4 separate regions of the Mus musculus genome follow, and all the other regions are linked to region 2. The links are chromatin contacts, called in public Hi-C and HiChIP or PLAC-seq maps. All regions are on one chromosome and are shown on one strand. Each heading gives the region's core, a stretch centred on a gene start, on an enhancer-like site or on the middle of the called end of the contact. The rest is flanking DNA. Distances are from core to core; before and after follow the strand shown.

The links. Hi-C and Micro-C count contacts between places; a contact is called where the count stands out from the background. HiChIP or PLAC-seq counts read pairs in DNA pulled down with a chosen protein or histone mark.
Region 1: a contact with region 2 is called in an H3K4me3 HiChIP or PLAC-seq map of pro-B cells, with 3 times the contacts expected there. The contact joins the promoter of Rbsn here to the promoter of Chchd4 in region 2. A contact is called at or near these places in 2 of 39 promoter capture datasets (cranial neural crest and pre-B cells), 8 of 484 Hi-C or Micro-C datasets (CD4 T cells, CD8 T cells, effector CD8 T cells and 4 more), 3 of 115 datasets of contacts at active chromatin or transcription factors (microglia, pancreatic cancer cells and pro-B cells) and 2 of 9 other capture datasets (adipose tissue and liver).
Region 3: an H3K27ac HiChIP or PLAC-seq map of embryonic stem cells shows a contact between it and region 2, with 6 times the contacts expected there. The contact joins the enhancer-like site here to the promoter of Chchd4 in region 2. A contact is called at or near these places in 6 of 39 promoter capture datasets (3T3-L1-derived adipocytes, embryonic stem cells, frontonasal cranial neural crest and 3 more), 1 of 15 datasets of contacts at CTCF or cohesin (embryonic stem cells), 1 of 484 Hi-C or Micro-C datasets (CD4 T cells), 7 of 115 datasets of contacts at active chromatin or transcription factors (astrocytes, bone marrow-derived macrophages, embryonic stem cells and 1 more) and 1 of 9 other capture datasets (embryonic stem cells).
Region 4: a contact with region 2 is called in a Hi-C map of erythroblasts, with 3 times the contacts expected there. The contact joins the enhancer-like site here to the promoter of Chchd4 in region 2. A contact is called at or near these places in 2 of 484 Hi-C or Micro-C datasets (the G1E-ER4 cell line and erythroblasts) and 2 of 115 datasets of contacts at active chromatin or transcription factors (large pre-B cells and pancreatic cancer cells).

What each region holds. Positions count from the first base shown.
Region 1 is chr6:92,213,493-92,216,192 of GRCm38.p6, reverse strand. It overlaps Rbsn (rabenosyn, RAB effector), which reads left to right and starts at 1,323. Exons shown (of 12, transcript NM_030081.3): 1 at 1,323-1,482.
Region 2 is chr6:91,471,987-91,474,686 of GRCm38.p6, reverse strand. Chchd4 (coiled-coil-helix-coiled-coil-helix domain containing 4) reads left to right here and starts at 1,264. Exons shown (of 3, transcript NM_133928.2): 1 at 1,264-1,371. The coding sequence starts at 1,350. It overlaps Tmem43 (transmembrane protein 43), which reads right to left and starts at 980. Exons shown (of 12, transcript NM_028766.3): 1 at 789-980. The coding sequence starts at 800.
Region 3 is chr6:92,075,968-92,078,667 of GRCm38.p6, reverse strand. Fgd5 (FYVE, RhoGEF and PH domain containing 5) reads right to left here. Exons shown (of 21, transcript NM_172731.3): 21 at 2,663-2,700. Among named protein-coding and RNA genes, the nearest start is that of Nr2c2, 15 kb to the left of the region's middle. Within about 2 kb of position 1,302, at least 5 of the 459 cell types and tissues checked have an H3K27ac peak or open chromatin away from gene starts, as enhancers often do. A contact at or near this core is called in embryonic stem cells, where this site is marked.
Region 4 is chr6:90,621,903-90,624,602 of GRCm38.p6, reverse strand. The region is part of intron 2 of Slc41a3 (solute carrier family 41, member 3); the gene reads right to left. Among named protein-coding and RNA genes, the nearest start is that of Slc41a3, 18 kb to the right of the region's middle. Within about 2 kb of position 1,347, at least 53 of the 459 cell types and tissues checked have an H3K27ac peak or open chromatin away from gene starts, as enhancers often do. A contact at or near this core is called in the G1E-ER4 cell line and erythroblasts, where this site is marked.

The DNA of each region.
Region 1 (2,700 bases), core at 74-2,573, 740 kb before region 2:
TACAGCTAGGTTCAGACATGACTGATCTGCCATACTGTCTTTTGTAAATTGCAGGGGCTATTCCTGGTTGTCAACTTGACTATATCTGGATGAACTACAATCCAGAATTGGGAGGCTCACCAGTGATCCTAATCTGGAGGCTGAGATAGAAGTTTCTGACCTGAATCTTGGCATGGAGATCTTGAGGCACAGTGGCTATGAATTCCAGAAGATTAAGACAGGAAGATCTCCAAGTCAAGGTTATCTGGGATTAAAGGTGTGGTGGCAGACACCTTTAATCTGGGCCACACCTTTTGCTGGAGACCTATATAAGGACATTGGAAGAAGGAAGATTGACACTCTCTTCTTCAACTGCTTGCCTTGTGGGACTGAGTGACTGCTAGATCCTTGGACTTCCATTCACAGCTGCTGCTGACCATTGTTGGGAATTGGACTACAGACTGTAAGTCATCCACCAATTCCCTTACTATATAGACTATAGAGTTCTGTGACTCTAGAGAACCCTGACTCATACATAAATGCCACTTATTTTGCAGAGATCTAGCTACCCTCATACTTTTTTATGCTTTTTTGAGATGGAGTTTCATGTATCCCAGTATGGCCTTGAACTTGCTATGTAATTGAAAATTAACTTAAATTTTTGGTCCTCCTGCCTCCATCCTTAGAGTATTGGTGTTACAGGCATGGGTGTGTGGTGGAAATTGAGTCCCAACCAGGATCAATTGAGCCAACTTCCAATCCCTGACACGACTCCTCAACGTCTCTACTTTCTTTGGCTCAATTTCCACGTCTTTCTGTCTCCTCAATGTGCTGAACATAACTTAGTCTCTCGCACTCAGAAACTTTTTTTTAACAACAACAACAAAAAAGTAAAAAAACAAAATTTTGTATGTGTGTTTTGCCTGCATGTCTGTGCACCACATGTGCAGTGCCCATGGACTCCAGAAGAGAGCATATAGGTAGCAGACAAGCAGTTTTTCAAACCTGGGTCCTTTGGAAGAACAACCGCTGTATTAAGGCATTTATGCAAAAATCTCAGAAACTTTTTAACGGTCTCTAAATAATGTTAGCGCTGCAGGCACATTATTTAAGAGCCAAAGTCTCAGTTTCCCCACCTATAGGGTGAGTGAAGGGCGAGTGTAGGGTTTCACATCGATGTGTTGCTAGGACCTGAGAGAACTTCGCAGTTTACCTCCTCCTACTGGGCCCGCCCCGTTGCGGCAGCGCCTGCGCAGCATCCTCTTCCAGGTTCAGTGCGCTCGAGGACTCGGCGCTCGACCGCCGCGTGTCAGTCTGTCTTCCGGTTTCTGCCCGGCGCGCCTGTCGAGCGCCGAGCCACTGATGGCGATGGCTGCCACTGGTCTCTGAGGAACCTCGTAGGCCGGCAGTCAGAACCCGAGGTGGAAAGGCAGGCTGCCGACTGCCTGTCGGAAGCCGCAGGGAGTGAGAAAGGGTGTCGCAGAGAGCGCGGCGGTGGCTGAGGTGGGTGTGACGTGTGGTTTGAGATGACGATGCGGTCGGGAGATGAGGCTTTGCGGGCCTCGGCGCCGCGCGGGTCTCTGCCCGCGCCGTGACGTGTTGCGTGATGTCCCGCAGAGTCGCGTCCCGCGGGTGCGCGTGGCCGTGCGGATCTCTACAGAGCCCCCCGGCTGGGTTTTTCAATCCAGTCTGGAGGCGAGAGTTTGCACAACTGGCCTTCTGGTTGCGGCATCAATTGCGGTGGTTTGTGGTGGCACCTAATTAAGTGACTTTATGTTAAGGTCCCCCACTTCATTCGCGGAACCCTATTATCCCGCTCTCCGAGTTCTCGTGGTGATGGCGAAAATCCCAGGCTCTCCTTCCCGGCTGCTGTCTTGTGTTAGTCACTTCACTTGTGTATAGGCTATGGCACCCCAGGCAGCTGCTGTGAAGGCATCCTGGAGGGAGCCTGCCTTGAGTAAGGGGCGTTTCTCCAGGGTGAGAACTGAGCTGCGATGTGTGGCCAGGGTGCACGGGGACGACTTCTGTTTGACTTTTTCTTCAGGATGAGTTGCAGGCGGGGAGGAGGCAGCTGTCACACCCAGAGGATCCTGTCAGCCACTGGCTGGGGAGAGAACCGGTCGGACCTGAGGCTGGCTGTTTAAGTGATGCCTCAGATGCTTTCCGGGATGGGTCTGCATGTGTGTAGTCTCTCGATTTATTTATTTAATCTCAAGACAAGGGTCTCACTATGTATCTATGTCTGGCCTGGAACTTGACATGTAAACCAGGCTGGCCTCAAACTCACAGGTATCTGTCTGCTTCTGCCTCCCACGCCTGTCAAATTTCTTAATTAAAGGAAATAACAGGCACCTAGCGTCCTGTTTAATTTATTTTCTGAGTTGCTGTCACCCTTCACCTTTGAGGACCAGATGGTACCCTCCTCTGTGCCCTCTGCAGCACACCACAATTCTAGCTACACAAACTCCCACTCTGTGCTGTGATATGTGGCCTCTAAAGTCTTGGAAACAGATTTCTTTGCTTCTGTGAAATGATTTTATCCTTGTTCTCAATGGTTAGGAGTCTTTCAGGGTCACATCAACAGTGACTTTGCTGTAGTCCAATAAGACAGAAAATGTAAGTTATTAAGCCCTGAAATGTTTAAGTATCAGATTTTTCTGTTGAAGGGCAGAGAACATCAGACCTGCTGCCCCACTGTTCTAATTTATAAAATCTAGTAAA
Region 2 (2,700 bases), core at 15-2,514:
CTCCGGCCTCCCAGGAGGTGAAGTCTGCCGGACTGAGGAGGGGCCTGGGAAGAGGGTGTAACAGGCCCAAGGAGGGCTGTAGTGACACTCTACCAAGGAGGGAGTAAGGGTGTGCCTGGGGCTGGCAGTGCTCCTGAGATGGCTTCAGAGGCGCTTTCACCAGAGGCACTGGTGACTCACCGGCTTCTCCCACACCCAGTCCCCTAGTAGGTGGTGTTGCTCCGTTTGTTGAATGAATGTTAAGATTCACTAGGAAAATTCTTAAGGACTAGTTGCAGTAGGAAGAGGCCAGAGGTCTGGGTGAACTATCCTCAGCTAGGGGCTCTAACCAAATCAGTGCACCAGGAACCCGGCAGCAGAGAAAAGTCTCCCTCTCCACGTCATCCAGCCAGGCTAGTCCAGCTACAGTAGCATCACACAGCCTTTGAGTACACACCCCCTAGGGAGCGAAGACCAAAGAAGCATTTGCTGGACAGTTCCACCTGGGCAGGATCACCTCATCAGTCTGCTCACCAATAGACACTTTCCCCGTGGTCCTTCAGTTCCCCAAGTTCCCCAAGTTTCGTATCCCCAGGGGCCCAGAGAGAAACTAGGAGTGGAAGAAGCAGCCGTGCACGAGCGGACTCGACTAATTGCTGAGGCCCACAAACGCGCAGCCCGAGATGGAGAAGCTCAGAGAGCTGAGGGCAGCTGCACCCACTGGGGTAGCACCCCTGTAAGACCCAGCGCGGATCCAGGGAAAAAGCGGCCCGGATGATGGTGTCACCCGGGCATCAGGAAGCACTTACGTTCGCTGCCATGGTGGGCTTGGTTCGCTGCCGCCGTCTTGCTCTATTCCGCTAGGAATTGGGCTGACGACCGGAACGCAGAATACGGTGACCTCCTGTCTGCCACAGAGCTGCAAGACTTCTCGTGGAATCCAGGACCTGGCGGGACGCAGGACAAAAGTTACCGCCCTGCCTAAGCCTCAAGTTGTCTGCGCGTGCGCATCTTAAGGGCTGCTGGGAAATGTAGTCCGACGTCTGACACGTTCGCCACAAAATTACAAACCACTGTATTTCACTGGTGCGCGTGCGCGCTGCAAGATTTCTGGGAAATGTAGTATCGGTCTAGTTGGAGAGGCGCAAGGGCTGCTGGTCAGTGTAGTTTTCGACTGAGAAGCGGTTCTGGTGCTTAGGACGCGCGGAGGCAGGCGCGCGGCGGGCAGGCCTGGAGGGGGCGGGTCTGTGCGGGCCTCAGTGCCACCCGCCAGGCCTGAGAAGCGGCGAGGGAGGTCACGGCGAGAAGGTGTATCCGCTCCAGCCGCGCCCGCTGCCTCTGCGAGCTGCAGAGGACTGTCGGGAACAACCATGTCCTACTGCCGGCAGGAAGGTGAGTCGGGCGCTGCCATGGAGACCGGCCGGGACGGGCCTGCGAGAGACACGCGATCAAGTGGTCTCCACCGAGCGGCTGTGGGCCCTTTAGTGGGCCTCACGCGGCGGTTTCCAGACGAGAGAGGCAGAGGCTCCGTGAGGAACGAGGCCGGTCCAAGGTCAAGGTGAAGCCCGAACCCGGGCCTCGGAGGGCCTCACGTGGGCCTGGCCAGTGTGGAGCACGTTGTCTCTGGCTGGGAATCGGGGACTGTTAGGAATTAGACACCGTCGCTCCTAGCACTCCCCACGTGGTTCTATCCCGCCCAGGCTTTTTAGCTATCCCGAAAAATTACCGCTTGGGCTAGAGTGGGCGTGCTGAAGTGCATCTGGCAGGAGCATTTAGTGAGCGCCTTCTGTGTACTAGGCACGCTTTTAAACTTAACGTAGCCATTTTTATATGTCGGGTTCCCTTACTGTCCACGTCTTATCAAACGGAAAATTAAGACAGGTTACTCGATCCAGGAACCCACATCAGGTCACGAAACCGGGACCCGCTATGAAAGAGCTTCCTTTCTTCCGTCATTTCTAGCCACGTTGAGGACCACTCACTACCTGTTGTTACCTGTAAGCAGCAACCCAGAAGAATCCAGACCAATCTGTTGCTCTAAGGTCTCCCAGCACTGACTGGCTTCTTATGTCTGAGCTGCCAAACCCGCCAGGCCCTAGTTTCCACTCCTGTAAATTGAGAGATCAGGCGTCATTTACTCTGGTATTCACGAAGCACGTGCCCAAGGCAGGAAAGAGTTGGAGGGCTCTTGAGAATACAAAGCTACAGAGAGACTTGGTTCACCCAGAATTCTCAGCTCCTTTACTCTTAAGTCTAGAGAACATGAGGTACAAAGGAGGAAGTGATCCACCCAAGGCCATACATCCAGTTAGAAGGCCCCAGTCCGCTGTAGAACCCCCTCCTTCCCAGCATCATCATTGGTGCCTCTCCCGAGGACTGTTTCTGTTGGTTAGCACTTGGTGTTCCGCATACGAAAGTCCTTGACCCAGCACTGTTAGGCGGATTCCTAGGATGACTTTTGTTTCCTCCAACCTAGTTGGTAGGTTGATGACGAGTCTTTGAGTTAAGGAGGCTATGCAGATAAACATTTCTACCCCTCTTGATGGATTTACAGACCTCGGGTTTTTCAGGAAGGAGGATGGGTCCATCAGCTGCTAATGCAACATAGAGCCCGTCTTCTTCCTGGTTCAAAAGGTGTGTGTGTATGTGTTTAGTGGTTCTCCGTTTTTGAGACAGTCTCAGTATGTGCCCCTAACTCAAATTCTTCTCTTCGTCCCAAAT
Region 3 (2,700 bases), core at 53-2,552, 600 kb before region 2:
CAAGGCATGGCCCTTGCATGCTACTAATCCAGACTAGTGATCTTCCAGAAAATGTGGTCCATAGGATAAACACTGACAGTAACACTTTAAGAACCATCTTCCTCCAGCCCCTCTTATACTGGTATTAGTTACTTTTCCATTCCTATAACAAAACACCTGGGTTATTAACTTATAAAGTAAAAAGGTTTAACTCACAGTTCTGGAGGACGTTCTTGTCTGAGATCAGGAGAACTTGTTTTGGGCCTCTGGGGAGAGGACACTAGATAGCAATGACAGGAGCCCACAGAGAGCAAACTGCTCAGGGTCAGGAGTATGAGAACAACCTCCCCTCCAAGGGCCTCCTACTTGACCCCACCTCCTAAAGGTTCATCACACTGCACCAGTAGCAGCACACTGCAAACCACAAGCATGTGGCCCTTTGGAGACATTCACCCACCCAAGTCATCCCTGGACCCATGCCACTCCTAGTAGTCCCTCCTCAGTGACTAGTCCAGGAGCCATAGGAGTGAAGGGAGCTTGGTGAGGGCTACTGAGCACATGCTGGCTCTTAAAAGCCATCCTGGCCTTCCTTGGTGGCAATAGACAATGCCTGTAGTCCCAGCTGCAGAGGCAGTCAGTGGTCAGCCAGTCTCTGGGAACCACCTCTGACACTGCACAGCAAGTCACAAAAGCCAAAGGACTTGTTTCCCGTCCTTTGGGACTTGCTATTGTCACGCTAGTTTGCCACCTGCTTAAGCCAATGTGAGACTTGTGCAGAGAGCAGCCACCTGAGTGGACACACCTGCCCCCGACTCCCACCCCCACCGACAGTGAGAATGAATTCAGAAGCCAGAGAGTGCAGGCTGAATCAGTTAACAACATGCTAACTGGTGAAAGCCAGCCCATTGCTGGCCCTACTTCACTTCAGAAAGCAACTTGGGTTGCAGGCCCAGCCTTGGTGGCCACAGGGCCACACTGAGGCCTCTCTGCTTAGTGACCAGATCAGTGAGAAGCTGGATAAAGGATACAGGGTAAGCAGTCATGCCTTGGCCTGCGTGGCCATGATTCCAGATGAGCCAGCAAGCCAGCATCACTCTCCTCCCATTCCCCCTCCCACCACCACCACACACACACACATACCAGGCAGAGTTTGTCTCTGAAGGTTCAGCATCACCAGAAAGACTCAGTGCTTACTCCTGACATGTCAGAATGCTTGTAGAACTGGCCTACACCCCACCCAGCGCTGCTGTTCCCCTTGTGCATTAATGACAGGCATAGACTCCTTCCCATCTCTTCAGACAAACAGCCTAAAGCAATTGCAGTATGCAGGAATCCATGAATGCACTGCCCTCCGCACCCCACCACCAAGCAAGGCCACCCAGGGAGCAGGCAAGGCTGTGCCTGAAAGGTTCTTTAAGGCACTGAAGATGCAGGGAGAGGGATCTGATGGACAGGGCTGCCAGCCTCACTACCACCAACTGTCCTGTCACTGTCCTGAGAAGGAAGTTCTTCCTGTAATTGTATTGGCCACTATGAATGGCCAGGGAGAGATAAGCCTGAAACCAGTTCTCAGAGAACTATAGAAAGAAGAAGAGGTGACAAAGGTCCAAAACAGGCAGGGCCTGGCCTGGTCACATTGCAGCTGGGGACTGCCTTGGTGACTCTGTCTGCTATGTTTTATGGATAATCCAGGCATTTCTATCAAGGTAAATATTCCCACAGAATAAAAACCCTACTTGAGTATCAGATCCAGGATGTTATAGGGTAGAAAACACAAAACATCCTGACCCAGGATGTGGGCCGGCCTCAGAGTCCTGGCTCCACATGTGTGAGGCCCTGGATTCCAGAGCAAGCCCTCAAAAATTTTTTTAATTAAAAAAATAAGCAGAATAAAAGAACAGAGGTCCTTGGGTAACCTTGGGATGTACTGTCTGTCACTCTAAAGAGCTGCAAAGTGACACTGGGCAATGCTACAAGGCATATCAGGGATGCTCCCACTGCCTAGACAGCAGCCCAAATGCCCCAATGGCAGCAGCACTGGCTACACATACTGTGCTGTTCCTGTGCACACATGGGTACTCTTGATAATGTGCAATGCACCAATTAGATCCATGGGAAGTTACTAACTAAGTAGGTGTAATGGCTATTCCCGGTTGTCAACTTGACTATATCTGGAATGAACTACAATCCAGAATTGGAAGGCTCACCAGTGATCCAGACCTTGGGGCTGGAAGATACAAGTTTCTGAACTGGATCTTAGCATGGAGATCTTGAGGCATAGTGGCTATGAATCCCAGGAGACTAAGACCAGGAGATCTCTGAGTTCAAGGTCAGCCTGGGACAAAAACAAGTCCCAGATCCAGGCGTGGTGGTACACACCTTTAATTTGGGCCACACCTTCTTCTGGAGACCTACATAAGGATTTCGGAAGAAGGAAGATTTGCTCTTCTTCGCCTGCTTGCATTTACTTGCCAGCACATCTGTTGGATCTACTACTAGCCTTGTGGGGCTGAGCAACTCGATCCCTGGACTTCCCATTCACAGCTGACCACTATTGGGGAGTTGGACTACAGACTGAAAGTCATCATAACAAATTTACTTACTGTAAAGAGACTATCCATAAGTTCTGTGACTCTAGAGAAGCTTAACTAATGCAGTAGGACATTTATACTACAAGTAAAAATGACTGGAAATTCATGCACTTTTATTTCTGGAATTTTC
Region 4 (2,700 bases), core at 98-2,597, 850 kb after region 2:
TAGAGATCTGCCTGTCCTCTGCCTCCTGAGTGCTGGGATTAAAGGCGTGTGCTGCCCATAACTGGCCTAAATCGTTTAAAGTGAAAAACTTAAAGTGTTTTAAGTAAACAGGACACTTTAAATATCATTAACCGAATCAGCAGCTGAGGCCTCCAGTGGGCCCCCTCCTGCCTCCTATCCTCAGAGGCCAGGAAAAAGGCAGGGCTAGACTGGAGGCCAGTAGTCTGGCCCAGCGCCGCCTGAAAATGTGCCAGTGTGCAGCAACAGCTTTGTAGACATTGGATCAAGTCACCAATTCAGTTATTTCTCCTAATTTGGGAGGCCTGGAGAAACTCTGCTAAACTAACTGGTAGGGGCACTTTGACAAGGGTATCCCAGGCTCCACCCGGAACCCTGCTGGACCCTGGGCTTTCCAGAACAGGAAAGTCCATTTGATGGAGACCCCGCATCTAACACACAAACAATAACACCGGAAAAGGCAGAGTAGCTAGGATGTGTTGAGAAATATGGGAAAGAGAGGAGGTGTTCGTGTGATGGACCCTCCCCACTTCCTCCCCCCACTGCCTGATAAACACCCCCAGATCTGATTTAAGTAGGGCCTCAACGGATTAAGATCTTCTTTTTTTTTTTCCCTTTTGGTTTTTTGAGATAGGGTTTCTCTGTGTAGCCCTGGCTGTCCTGGAACTCATTCTGTAGACCAGGCTGGCCTTGAACTCAGAAATCCGCCTGCCTCTGCCTCCCAAGTGCTAGGATTAAAGGCGTGTGCCACCACTGCCTGGCTACGGATTAAGACCTTAAGGTTGTGGGATTCTAGGTTCTAGGCCTAAAGACAAATTCCTTCTTTTCTGAAGGGGGTCCTGGGCTCGGTCCCCAATCTCCCCAGGAAAGAGTAGCTAGAGACACAAACACATGTCACCTCTGGGGAAAGCAGGAGTCACCCCCAGGCAGCAGTGCCTTGGAGGCATGACAGAGAAGGACTAGTCAGAGGCTCTATAAAAGTCTTATCTTATATATTTACCCACTGGGTAGGAACAAAATGTAGTCTTAACGTGCATTGCTTTTTTAGCACCGAGTCTGAACATTTTACCCTGTTCATAATGTTGATTCCCTCTCTAAAATGATCTCTTTGCGTTTGCCCACATTTATCCCTTTGCTTGGATCTTTCATAATATAGACATTAGCCCTTTAAGAAATGCATGCGATTTCCTGCTCTCAGATGAAGAACTCGGTTGGAAGCAGAGGCCCACCTGCAGGGGCCCTTCCTTATCAATCCAGCTACTGCCGCCCCATTCTCTGCAGCAGGGGCCTCAGGTCTGTGTGTAGCTGCCTATCAGCCCCGCGCACCCCTCGGGCACACACCACCCACACCACCATCACACACACTCTCCTACTCCTGACCAGGGCTGTCTGGCACACCCTGTCCTTTCCTAGCATGTCCTCTGCCCCAGCCCTCACCCACCACCCTCTGCCTCCCCCACAGCCTGGTGCACATTCTCCCGGCCACACACAAGGCCACACATCTAATAGCCCCACATCAGAACAAACTCTGTGTCTCTTCCTTCAACTCTCCTCTCTCTCAGCGCCAGGAACTCCTGACCAAGTTTCCGTTCTCCTCCTCCAGTCACAGCTCAGTGCTGTGCTGGCCATGGCAACAGCATTCTCTTCCTCAGGACCTGCTGTGTGTGAATGGGCTCTTGGATCACTCTCTGCTGCCCTCGCCCCTGGAGAACAGCTTGAGGTGGCCAGCCTCTGAACTTGTTCTCTGTCCTAGCCCCCTGCTCTAGCTCCCTGCTGGTCTCCCTAATGACTCCGCCATGGTCCCCAACCCCTTTCTTCTCCTGACCCAGTCACACTTCCAATTCTCCCTTCTATTTACACATCTCTCTTTCAAGGCTTGAGTTACTTCCAGCACCCAGCCCACCTTCCCCACAGTTGCATGCCTCAGGAGGGAGGAAGGGAGACTTGACTCCATGGTCCCAGACCCTTGCTGCTGATGCCACCTTGGGTTAGGGCTGAGCCAGTTCTGGCCATGAAACTGACTGACGGTGCTGGGGATGGACCCCGGTGCCTTGCCTGAGCTAGGGTAGTGCTCTATCCTGGGACTGCATCCACAGCCCTGGCCATGAGAGTTAAGCCATTGACCGAGCGTGTCAGGTGAGAAGAAGATGAACTGAGACAAGGTCAACAGAGACTAGCTAAAGTGTGTCCCCCCAAATTGACGGGACTGCAGCTGTAAAGACACAGTGTTTAGAGACACGGTCCTCAAAGAGGGGCTGAGCTAAGGGAGTCATAGGAGGATGATCCCTGATTCCCAATCCTACAAGACTGGTAGGGTATCTCACAAGCACAGATATGCAAAGAGAGGTGACCATGTGGGGAGCAGGGGGGAGGGGGGAAATGGCATTACTGGCTTAGGATGTCGACACTGCCAACACCTGGCATCTCAGACTTCTAACCCCTAGAGATAATGTCAACTTCTGTGGGATACACTGTCTGGCTTCAGGTGCTCTACAGCAGCCCTGGCAGACTGAGGCAGATGACAAAGGAGGCCTGACCCCTGCTGATGTCCTGACCACCCAGATCCAGAATGGCTCTTTCTCCAGGTTTCTTTTGTGTGTCCTTGATGTCACTTTGGTCTGACTGATGCTCTGAGCTCATTGATGTCCCTGGTATCCCTCCCACCTTATGGATGTAAGCTGA